Regions from separate parts of the Mus musculus genome. Here region 2 is linked to region 1. The links are chromatin contacts, called in public Hi-C maps. All regions are on one chromosome and are shown on one strand. The core of a region is the stretch at or near the end of the contact, and the rest is flanking DNA. Distances in the headings are between cores, read along the strand shown.

Region 1 (6,043 bases), core at 3,006-5,505:
AGGATAACCCTCTTAAGGCATGCTTACAGCATCCAGCTGCTTTCCTCATTCAAAGTCCCAAATCTTCCATGTTCCTCTGAGAAACAGCATGGTCTGGATTGTCACAGCAATAGCCCCCTCCCCAGTACCAATTTCTGGCTATTTTTCTATTGCTGTGAAAAAAAACACCATGACCAAGCCAAATTACAAAAGAAAATGTTTAATTTGCTGCTCATGGTTACAGAAGGTTAGAGTCCATGACTATTATGGTGGGGAACATGGCAGCAGACAGGCAGGTGTGGTGCTGGAGCAATAGTTGAAAGCTTACAACTCAGTTCACAAGCAGGAGTCAGAGAAGCTAACTAGTGGGAATGGAGTGGACGCTTGAAATCACAAAGCCTGCTTTCCAGAGACATACCTCTTCCAATGAGGCCACACCTCCGAATCCTTCCCAAAATGTTCCTCTAAGTTAGGATGAAGTATTTGAGTTTTTGAGTCTATGGGGGTCATTCTACTCAAACTACCACACTGCCTATTTACAGTTTAATACATCCCTCCCAGGGAGTGGCCTTAAAATGGCCTATTGAGAGACTGAAATTCCCTACAAACCAGCATCTGTACTGGATCTGACCGCACATGCACTATGAAGTAATTAAGCAGGTTTACACTCAACATGCCTGAGTAAATGAAATGAGGAAAATAAAAAACATAAAGGGGAAAGCTAGGTTTGCAGAGATTGTGATTGCATTGTTACAGACAAGGACTGGTAATTATGTTACATGGCTGCCCTGACTGAATTGCTAACTCTGTCCAACTTAATTAACCTCTCTAAACTTCACTTTTATTTTTGGTAAATTTCAGTCTAATAATAGCTATTGTATAGCTCAAGTGAGATGATTCAGGAGAAACCTCTCAGCAGTGGGCATGTAAATGCTAGCTGTTATTTTTCAACAATCTTACTGTTATCGGTGTGACCTTTAGATAGAATCACAGTGTGGTGGGCACGTCAACAAACCAGGGTTGAACATCAGGAGACTTTTATTTGCAGGGTTCCCTTTAATGGTTTCCATGTCCTTTCTGTTTGAGAATATTTGTTTCAATGTGTAGACTAGCTTTTTTTTTTTTGCATGTATGAATATTTTGCTCACATGTGTGTTCCACAGACATGCATATACATGTATGTGGTCAGGCTAGGGCATCCCATCCCTTCCATCCCTTGGAGTTATACTTGAGTTATAGATAGCTGTTACTATGTGGGTACTGGGAGTTGAACCCAGGTCCCCCAAAAGAGCAAGTGTCTCTCCACAAAGACTCAGTTTTTTAAAAAGTTGCATATATAGAAATATTTTTAACTTTAAAAGAATATAAAAATAAATTTCAGGGTCCTATAAAAGTTATAAAAATATTGTAATCTTCCACTTTGCAGCTACAGGTTACCTATCCTTAGTATGCAAATGATTTCAAGATGTTACAAAACTCAGAAGTGTTTTTAGCAATATTAGAACACCACAAATATAAACCTTTGCACTTGCTCTCATGAGACAGGTCACAGGTAAAACACAGGTGAGCTTGAAAACAGAGCATAAAATCCCCTCACACCATGTGTATAAGTCATATTTGAAATGAAAACCAGCTGTTTAGATTCAGCTGTTTCCAAGCTCCTATCTGCATTTGCAGATAATTTGATCCCATGTCCCAACACTTCCAGGCTCTTGCCTTTTGGACAGGGAGATTCAGCCTGCATGGATGTTTACCCATGCTAGCTGTGTTATTTGGTCTCTCCGTTTTCCTCCACATCTACCATTTTTGAAATAGCTGACAGTGTAGACACCACTTCCCTTACTGCTCTGCATTTCAGTTACATTGTGTACAAATAGGGATCCATCTTCTGTAGATACATTTCAGGATTCCGCTTCCTTAGTGTCTGCTGATAAGCTCTTGTCCCAGCCGTCCATAGGTCTGTTGATCTAAAACAGTTCTCTGAATTTTCCTGTCCCTTTGATGTGGGCATCAGGCTAGCATCAGGCATTACATTTGGTTACAGAGTCTCTCTGGTCTCTTTGCCGGCTCCTTTGCTTTGCAGCGTTTCTGAGGATAGTGATGCGATGACAGTGAAGTTGTAGAGAATGTGGGCCTTTTTTGGTGTGTGTGTTTTGAAATAGTATCTCATGTAGCCCAGGCTGCTCTAGAACTCTGTGTGGCTCAGGAGATAACCTGGAACACCTAACCATCTTCCTTATACCTCCCAAATTCTGGGATTATAGGCATGTGCCACCAGAGCCCTTGCCAGGCCTTTTCTTTTGGAGACAGGGTCTAATGTAGCCCAGGCTGGCCTCAAACTTGCTGTATAGCAGGTGGCTATCGTGAGCTTCTGTCTATCCGGCCTCTGCCTCTAGAGGGTAGGGATTATAGGTGTGCTTTACCACATCCAGTTTATGTGGTGCTGGAGATAGAACCCAGGACATTGTGTGTGCTGGATCTACCGACTGAGCGGATTTCCAGCACCTAGCCCTTCCCTTGTCTTGGGGGATATTCTTCCTTTAGTGTTTGTCTGATGTTTCCTCTTGATTGAGGGTCTGCATTCTTATTTTGGATATTGCCTTGGTGCTGTTGCGTGCTCTTCCCGGGCTCTCAGATTTGGAGGCTTGCTGTGTCCTTCTTGCCCCCATTGCTTGTATTTAGTTGAAACACTCCATTGTTATATCACCCCATTTTATTACTGTATTATGGTTATTTCATTGTTCCCGCATGACCAGTGAGAAGTCTATGAAGAGATGTTTTAGCTCCTGATGACTATCCTGCTGAATGACTTCAGGGTGAGGAGGACACAAGATTAAAAAATCCAGGGCACAGTTCAAACATTGTGTCTCTGTTTACAAGTGCTTATTCCTAACAGAAAAAGAAGCCTTGCTGGGTGCCAGGTTTTGTGCTTCATGTTTTATAGGCCTTATCAACACAAGCCCTTTTTGATTTATAATGGGTTTCTGGTTCCTCTCATGTATTGCTGTTAAAAACATTAATGCAAAAATGCATTTAATCTACCTACCATAGTGAGCACTGTTGCTTTGCCTAGCCTACCCTAATGGGTTCGGAGCGTTTATAATAGCTTGCAGCGAGGGAAAATCATTTAAAATGCCTGCTGTATAGTAGTAATCTAAAGTAATTTATTGAATGTTTTGCTAAAAGCCTTCAGTAAGTGGCATGGCAGCATACACCTGGAACAGCAGGAGGCGGAATTAGGAGGATCAGGAGTTCAGTGGGAGCTTTGGTTACAAGACAAGTTTGAGGCAGGTCAGGGTTGTGTGAGACTCTTTTTACACCAGAGTAAAGCAGACCTTTTCCAAGTCAAACCTTCATGAAATCAGGACTTTGTATTTCCATCTCCTCAGTAAGTATGCTCTGGGTGTCGCTGTGTGTCACTGAGGAAGCCTTGAGGACCACAAAGGTCGTTCTCTTAGCAGCGTATATTCCTGATGGCTGTTAGGAAATATAGGAGTTAACGTGACCTGTTCATGGATGCAGGACATGATGCTCACGGTTGAGACTGGCTGACTCGTTACCATGGTAATGGATAGGCCGGCTATTCCATCACACTAGATTGCCTTCTTTGTATTCAGTTTGTCACACTCCAAACCTTAGCGACAGCTGATGGCGTGGAACCTCTCCTTAAAAGCTTTGTCTTAGCGGAAGGCAAGAAGCCAATACACTTATGAGTTCATGAGCAACGCTTCCAGGAGTGTGGAAGGCGTTTGGAAAGGCTAGAAGAGGATGGGTATGTATCTACATATAGACTGAGCCTAGTTCACAATTCAGTCTGCATCTAATTTTCATTGGGATCCCTGCCCAAGCCAGGTGCTCAAGCCCGCCCCCTGGAAGCAGTAGCTGCACTCACTTCAACCTCCTATTCTGCCCAGGCCGAGGCAGGGGCAGCCTGTGTGGCTGGGGATGGTGTAATTCTGCCATTGAGGCCGGAGGATTCCAGTTTCAGGGTGAACCTGGACTGCCTAGTGAGACCCTGTGGAGAAACAGCACTTACTTGTTTCCAAGATTGCCAGAGCACAAGGAAGGAAACGAAGCTTCTAGGGGTCAGAGGTTCCCGAACTCCTCTCCGTTCAGCTGCCGGTGCTCTCTGTCAGGTTACAGTGCTGTAAGCTTGTCTCCCTTTGCTTTGGTGAGTAACCATGCTTGCGTAAGGCATTCTTGTCTACCCTCTCAAGGGAGCTTTGGACCCATGACAGGCTTTCAAAAGGAAGGGATGGACAGCCAGCCTGATGCAAAAAGGAAGTCATGTGATGAAGGAAAAGGAAATAAGTTGTGGCTTCTCTAGGTCCCTGGTCTCACTTGTTATTTGGTCACACATCGACACACCCTTTCTCCAGACCGACAGTTGGTTGCCTACTTGTGCAGGGTGTGGCTTTTTTTTTGTTGTGGAGGACGGATCGTGAGACCCATAAAGTAGCAAAATGGTTGAGTGAACAGAAGATGTTGGTACTGGTAACATTTCTAGTGGGTTGCCATCCTGAGTTGTTTGCTGTGTTCTTCCGGAAAGGATAGAGTGTATAACAAGGCATGAGGACAGCTTAGTTTGTGGACCTGCAAGGGAGCACGGGTAGCCCGGGAAGATTGAGCACAGTGTGTTACCACCACTGAGAGGGGAGGCAGAGGTTGTAGAGGGTCTGCCTGCATGTCATGTGACCTGCCTTAAACATAGTTTAGAAGACTGGCCACATGAAGTTATGTACCATAGGTGTCCACAAGGTGAGAACGCACCTCCCTTGCTTGTAAATAGTACTGAGGAGAGGAGTTTGTGAGGACAATGGGGAGAGTTGGTAGAAGTCTAGTTGGCTCTCCTAAGAAGGCCCTTTAATTGAGTAGGGACATGAATGACATTTTATTCTACATGCATTTCCCTTGGGTTCATTTTAAATAGCACTCCTCCACACAATGGGCACCTTAGATTTACACTTTTATGGTGGCATATATGCAGGTGTTTATTAGCTATCCCCAAACTTTTTATTTTTATTTTGTTTTATTTTTTGTTTGTTTTTTGAGACAGGGTTTCTCTGTATAGTCCTGGCTGTTCTGGAACTCACTTTGTAGACCAGGCTGGCCTTGAACTCAGAAATCCACCTGCCTCTGCCTCCCAAGTGCTGGGATTAAAGGCGGACGCCACCACACCCAGCTCTTTTTTTTTTTTGCAAATTTTTTATTTATTAGAGTGTATATGTTAAGTCATGCTTGGTTCCTTAACAGCTCTCTTAACCAGTGACTGCCAAAGCAGACTGATAATAAACAGGTCACGTGAATGAGGTTTTTCAAGGTTGCTCAGGGTTCAAGCGTGTGTACCTACTGAAAATTTCTGTATATTTTGGAACTACTAGTTTGGACCATTTCTAAAAACCCATAATTCAAATAGAGAAAGGAGCCAGGAGACAGTTTGGTTACTTGGCCAGGTAAGATGCGCTCATAGCTACTGGGGAAAGATCCCTGTTTGGGGGCTCTCATGTTAATCTGTGCTAGTCTTTAGATTTTTCTCAATGGATACAAGCTGCGTAGTTTTAGAAAATAGAAGGATGACCTTCTTAGCTACTTAACCATGAATTAATTCAACATTTGCTAGTTAGTGTGTGCTTCTGGGCCAGGGCTATGGCAGCAATAAAAAAAAGATGTAGTCCTTGCCTCCTCTTTCTCCAAATCTAATGGAACGTATACATTTCTCTCTCCCTTAAGGTGCAAAATGATCTAATGTTACAGAGTAATGGAAGCCAGTATTCTCCCAATGAGGTAAGCTTCCTGAGGGTTAATGGCAGCTGAGGTATTCCATGGAGACCAAACTGAACCATTGGTCCCAGAGTTGGATAGTCTGACTCCGGGATTAAAGAGTTAATGGGACTGTCTCTGGGGTCTCTCGATAGTTGTCACTCACTGTCACAAAATCACTTGGCTCTATACATCACTAAAGATTAATTCTGTGAGAAATGGCCTTTGAGATCTAGGGGTGGGATGTCTTTATGGAAAACGGCAGATGATCATTCAGATGACATTTCCTCAGTTGCTACCCAAG
Region 2 (5,742 bases), core at 1,196-3,695, 110 kb before region 1:
TTTGACAAGACTTAAAACAAACAACCAAAAAATGTTTTGTATAGTATTTATTTCGTCTTCCCAACACATGAGTGGCCTAGATAAATTTAGCTAAGCACGACATGTCATTCTTCAGGCCGTGTTTTAAATATCTCAGGGCTTAGGACATGGCCAGGAGTAAAAAGCTGTTTATTAAAAAGCCTTCATGGCGAGTCATGGGATTTGATGCTTTTTTTTCCCCTTTCTCAGTGCTGGGATGAAGCAGAGAGCCTGGAGTGTACTTGGGAAGGGCTCCAGCTCCGAGCCACACCCCAGCCTGAGTCACTGGATTTTAGAGCTGGGGTAACCAAGGTGAATTCAGTTACTGTAGTAAGATATGGCCCTCAGATAAGGGAGAGGCCACACTGTGCCCCAGTTGTTCTGGGACTGGTTCAGGTGGTCACTGCTCTGTCGTCAGCCACTGTACTTTTGTAATTAATGCCTCGGTCTAGCTGCTGCCTGCTGCCTGCTGCCTCTGCTGGGTCGGGTGAGGAGCAAGGTGGAGGAGTATCAGTTCCAGGGAGACTCCCAACTTCTGTCAACTTCCTGCCCTCGAAATCCTGAGCTCACCCTGCTCTGATTTCATTATTATGGTTTTGATTATGTCCCCCCCCCCCCCACCATCCCAAATCAGAAAGTGGAAAAACACTGGATTGTTTTATGTGACTTGTCTTTTTGTGTTGATTACATCTCATGTCCTTTATAAAGCTAACTTTAAACTGCTAAGATATAAAGCAAAGGTGTCATTACCGATGAAGGAAACTTGGGACGAACTGTGCATGGAGAAGCGGCCCTTGTAGCGTTTGCCTTGTGACAGAAACGGGTTTTTTTTTTTTTTTTTTTTTTTGGTTTTTTGAGACAGGGTTTCTCTGTATAGCTCTGGCTGACCTGGAACTCACTTTATAGACCTGGCTGGCCTCGAACTCAGAAATCCGCCTGCCTCTGCCTCCCGAGTGCTGGGATTAAAGGTGTGTGCCACCACGCCCGGCCAGAAACAGTTTTAAATGCTCCAGGTATTTGGTTGACCCACTTAGGGGTCATGAGGTGATGCCCGTTATTATCCTCATTGAAGCACAGAAGGGTTAATGACGTGCCCGATGTCACACAGCCCATAAGAGGCAGAGCTGGGATTTAAGTACAAGCAGTCTGATTCTAGAAAACAGATGAAGATAGTCACTGTGTCTTTTCATTTCTTACCTATTTCTTACCTGCGTGTGTGCATGTGCAGTGTGTGGAGATCAGAGGCTAGTTAGTCCCTAGGAGTTGTCTACTGCTTGTTTTTGTGTGTGTGTGTTTCCTGTCAGGATTCCTCACTTGCCCAGGGCCTGTCCATTAGGCGGGCTGGTCAGGTCATGGAGTCTCAGGAGTCCATTGCCTTTGTCACCCCAATACATACTGAACCACCAAACCTGGCTTCTCACAGGGGTGCTGAAACCCCTACCTCCCTACTCCTGCTGCGAGTAACCGTGTTTCTGACGTGCATCCTCAGTAACAGGGTACCCCGTCACACTGAGTACATGCTCAGTCATGGGGTACCTTGCTTGGCAGCTCTACCCCATGGCCTGATTCTCCTACCGTCCCCACACTGCTGTACCAAGTCGGGCAGGAGAGTGGTGAAAACCATTATGTTCAAGTGAGGATTTTTCACTCTGGACCGGAGATGCACCTCAGCTAGCCTCACGGTGCTTGCCCAGGTTTATCACTGACATCTGTTCCCTGTGTGTATCCAGCTGGGGCCGAAGCCACGTCTGCTCTTCTAGCTTCCTCCTGCCTATAAAGGGTAATCTTAGGCTTGGTTTGTCTTTGATGGTGACTGCAGAGGAAGATGGGTTCTAGCTACGACTTAGTGTGAACCTGCCTGTCATGATCCTGTATTTCTGGAGCCTTTGCACCTGACAGGAATAGGCCCAAGGAATCTTACAGGTCAGGCAAAGCCCCAGGCTCAAAATCCTACCAAGCCTGGAAAAAAATTCTTTGTTGGTGACTGGTTCAGAGTGAAATCAGCCCCTTGCAATCTAGTTTTTTCTTTGACTAGCCAGCGTAGGCATGAGATGTTGAACTTGGGAAATCCATTAAGAATGATAGATCTAGCTGGGTGTGGTGGCTTACCCTTGTAATGCCAGCATTTGGGAGGCCGAGGCAGGACAATTACTGTGAGTCTGAGGCTCTATCTCAGAAAACCAAATGAGAAAAGACTGGTAAATATAGTTTAGGGATAAACATGTGAATTATAGCATCAGCTAAGGCTTAAAAGCTTTTCATTGTGATATCAAAAAGCCTTTCACAGGGACCTCCCCCCCCCCCCCCCCCCCACACACACACATGCTTTGAGAGTTGAAAGCAGAAGTTTTCACAGGCAGTGCCTCCTATTTTAGCTTCACAGAAAGGAGAAGGAGCTTGGTACAGTGGGGGAGGAAGGCGACAGGATCAGGGTAGGATGTGGCTCCGTGGTGGGGCAGGTGCCTGGCCTGTGTGTTTGAGACCAGAGCCAACCCCCAGTCTACAAAAAAATCAAAGTCAAAAGTTTCTTCCGGGCTGGTGAGATGGCTCAGTGGCTAAGAGCACCCGACTGCTCTTCCGAAGGTCCAGAGTTCAAATCCCAGCAACCACATGGTGGCTCATAACCATCTGAAACAAGATCTGACGCCCTCTTCTGGAGTGTCTGAAGACAGCTACTGTGTACTTACATATAATAATAAATAAATCTTTAAAAAAAAAAAAAAAAAAAGTTTCTTCCATGGTCCAAGTGTGGAGGCCTGAACTCCTTATACAGCATGGAAGAGAATCACTTTAATGAGCTGCAAGGCCCTGGTCCCCTGGCCCCGAGCATTCTGGATCGTAAGCAGGTGTCTCATTCTGATTGTAAATCCATGTGTATTTGTCTTTTCCAGGGAATTAAAAAAAAAAAGTCATTTGTTATTTTGCAAGGATGGCGTGATGGTGACAGTATGCCTGCCATCTGCTTCGGCTGCTATGATGTAAGACACTTCGATATTAACCCGAAATAGCAAATTGGAGCAGACCAGGCACTTTAAAATCTTGAGTTTTATCTGAAGTGTGAATATGGAACGGATACAGAAATCTTGGAACAGAGACTCCTTTGTTGCGATGTGGGAGAATATCCATGAATTTTAATGGAAGATGTGAATAGACAAAGGAGATGATTTTTGAAGAAGCTGGAGGCTTCCTTCTGGAGGCGGAGGAGACCCTCCTGGGTAGAGGTGGCCTGTGTTTGGATCAAAGTCAGGCCGGCCTTAGACACCGGAAGTCGCAGCTGCTAGGGCCCGAGTCTCTGGCCCTTTGTTCAGACCTTCTCCTGATGAATTTTGGAGAGAAGGGGGGAGTTCCCATCATTCCTAAGTATCTGGCTCTGGACGCTGTGTGGATAAAACTCAGGGAAGCTGATCACATGATCATAGGTCGCTGCTGATAGGTTTGAATAGATTTTATATTTATTGCTATACTTGGAAGGTCTAAGAGAGTCCAGTCAGTCAGTAACATTAGGGTTAGGATTGGTCCTGTTCATGCAAAGTTGTGCTTCTGTGAGTGTGTGTACATGTTAAAATTTGTTACCCCAAAGCAATATTTAAGGTGCTTTCTTGGGTGTTGGTGGTCCATGGATGTGTCTGATACCCAAACATGCTAGTAGTTCAGGATGCTTGTGCCAGGTGAGGCTGGACAAGGCTACACTTTTCTTGATGTTTCCTCAAACTGTTAGTGTTTCTGTGGCAGTCTACTTAACCCCAGGCTGTTTTGGATTTTCATGTTTCTGTTGGTGATTTCTATTTAGAATGTTCTCAGTTGTAGGGCTGGTATGTGTTTAGTGTTCCTAAGGATGGGCTGTGATGTGTCTTAGGAAGAAATATCTGTATGTTAGAAAGCCACTGTTGCCTGTGACTAATGCTTATAAGGTAGCCATATACTAAAAGGTTTCTTTTAAAAACTAGAAACATAAATAACAAAGTTACGTGTTGATCGTTTGAGCAAAGTATGTTGGGAACCTGTAGGAACCTGCCTCTGAACATCTGGCAGGATTAAAGGCAGGTAAATGCTAATGGGGTGATCAAAGCCATCTTGTACCTTAGGACAATCACCTTGATCAGTGAGGGGCCCTTTGAGAAACCCTTTGCTCCTTTCTAGTCCTCCAAAGTGTGTGAGAGGCCTGTTGGGTTCTGAAGGGTCTTGAACCCGTGTTTACTGTTGGTGTGCATCTTTGCAAGTGTGGGTATGTGGACCAGAACCACACACCAGCAGTAGAACTCAGGTGAAAAGAAATCCGTGCGCAGCGCATTCTTCCCTCAGAAGTCCCGCTGTTCCTTCATTTGATACCAGTGGGCTCTGTGGATCCATGTAGAACCGTGTAGATCCCAGTAGCTTTTCACTGGCTTCCTGAGCTGGTGCCCTGGCAGCATACAGTCGGTGTTAAAAACAGGCTCCATGGGAACCTACTGTATGTGGCAAGAGTGGCTTTTACGTCTATAGAAGGCTTTGCATTTCAATGTATATTATTCTGTAGGTTCAACAAAAAGTATTTAATTTTTAAAAAGCTCATGTGTGTATGTATGTGTGTGTGGTGTTATCTACTTTTCTGTATTTTGTATAACTTTTATTTTGTCACTTACAAGAAAAAAGGATTGAAGGAAGTGATAGAACAAAACAGGCTCTGTTTAGGGAAGTGTTTTTTTGAGGTCATTTGGCTAGACAGTGAATGAAAGAGGCAGAATTTCCGGTATGGGCTTTTGGTAGGGGAACTGAAGTCCGCCACAAGGCCTGGGTTCAGTGTTTACAGAGTCATTGTAAAGTGACTCTGACTTACAGAATAATGGGTAATATTCAACAATACATGAAACTTTAGAAAATCTCTGTGTGTGTGTGTGTGTGTGTCCACATCTGTCTGTCCGTGTTCACCTGCCTGTTTTATCATCATTCTGTCCTGCTGTCTGTGGTGTCTGTCTGTGGTGTTTAGGCCTGGTGTGTTTATGTATTTAATTGTGGTAAGATACACATAATATTTAGTCTTTCAATTAGGTTCACAGTTCAGCACTGTTTAGTGCATTCAATAATGATAAATGATGGGGCTTCTAGAATTCTTACTGTCTGGCAACCCTGAAACTCTGTCTGTGTCCAGTAAACAGTACCCCTGTCTCTCTTTATCCCAGTCTCTTGAAATTGCTGTCTTGCTTTGCCTTGTTATGCATTTGATGACTCCAAATAAGTCACATAAGCCACACACATGGCATTTATGGTTCTGCTTTTTGGTGACTGGCTTATTTAATTTGGCACAGTGTGAGAAAGCCGGGCATCATGGCACGCACTTGTTAGAGCTGTAGGACTTGGTGTTCAGCCAGCCTAGCCTAACCAAGGAGGCCCTGGTCCCAGGTAGAGAACCTATCTCAAACCAAAGTGGAGGGGACCCTGTACACACACACACACACACACACACACACACACACACACACACACACACACACACAGAGGATGTAGGTGGGGAATCCTGTTCTGTTTTCCCACACTAAGACCATGCCTGTGCGATGATGATTCTTGTTCTTTAGAAATAAGAGTTTGTTTCCTTGTCTGCCTGGGCTTTTGGTCATAGTAGCATAAGCAGTGTTATTTCTAAGCATCTTTATGTTTGGTAACTGTATTCTCAACCTGCCTCTTCCTCTTTCTCTTTTTTCCTCCCTATGAACATCTGGGCTTGAGATGTTTCGTGTTTTATAATGG

What was found. Hi-C and Micro-C count contacts between places; a contact is called where the count stands out from the background.
Region 2: a Hi-C map of bone marrow-derived macrophages shows a contact between it and region 1, with 37 read pairs. The contact joins two enhancer-like sites. A contact is called at or near these places in 3 of 484 Hi-C or Micro-C datasets (bone marrow-derived macrophages, cortical neurons and nephron progenitors), 4 of 115 datasets of contacts at active chromatin or transcription factors (the HPC-7 cell line, acute myeloid leukemia, fibro-adipogenic progenitors and 1 more) and 3 of 9 other capture datasets (adipose tissue, liver and pancreatic islet).

What each region holds. Positions count from the first base shown.
Region 1 is chr14:74,795,758-74,801,800 of GRCm38.p6, reverse strand. It overlaps Lrch1 (leucine-rich repeats and calponin homology (CH) domain containing 1), which reads left to right. Exons shown (of 19, transcript NM_001252132.1): 14 at 5,710-5,763. Among named protein-coding and RNA genes, the nearest start is that of Gm52135, 20 kb to the left of the region's middle. Within about 2 kb of position 4,255, at least 64 of the 459 cell types and tissues checked have an H3K27ac peak or open chromatin away from gene starts, as enhancers often do. A contact at or near this core is called in bone marrow-derived macrophages, where this site is marked.
Region 2 is chr14:74,905,179-74,910,920 of GRCm38.p6, reverse strand. The region is part of intron 1 of Lrch1 (leucine-rich repeats and calponin homology (CH) domain containing 1); the gene reads left to right. Among named protein-coding and RNA genes, the nearest start is that of Gm10847, 14 kb to the left of the region's middle. Within about 2 kb of position 2,445, at least 98 of the 459 cell types and tissues checked have an H3K27ac peak or open chromatin away from gene starts, as enhancers often do. A contact at or near this core is called in bone marrow-derived macrophages, where this site is marked.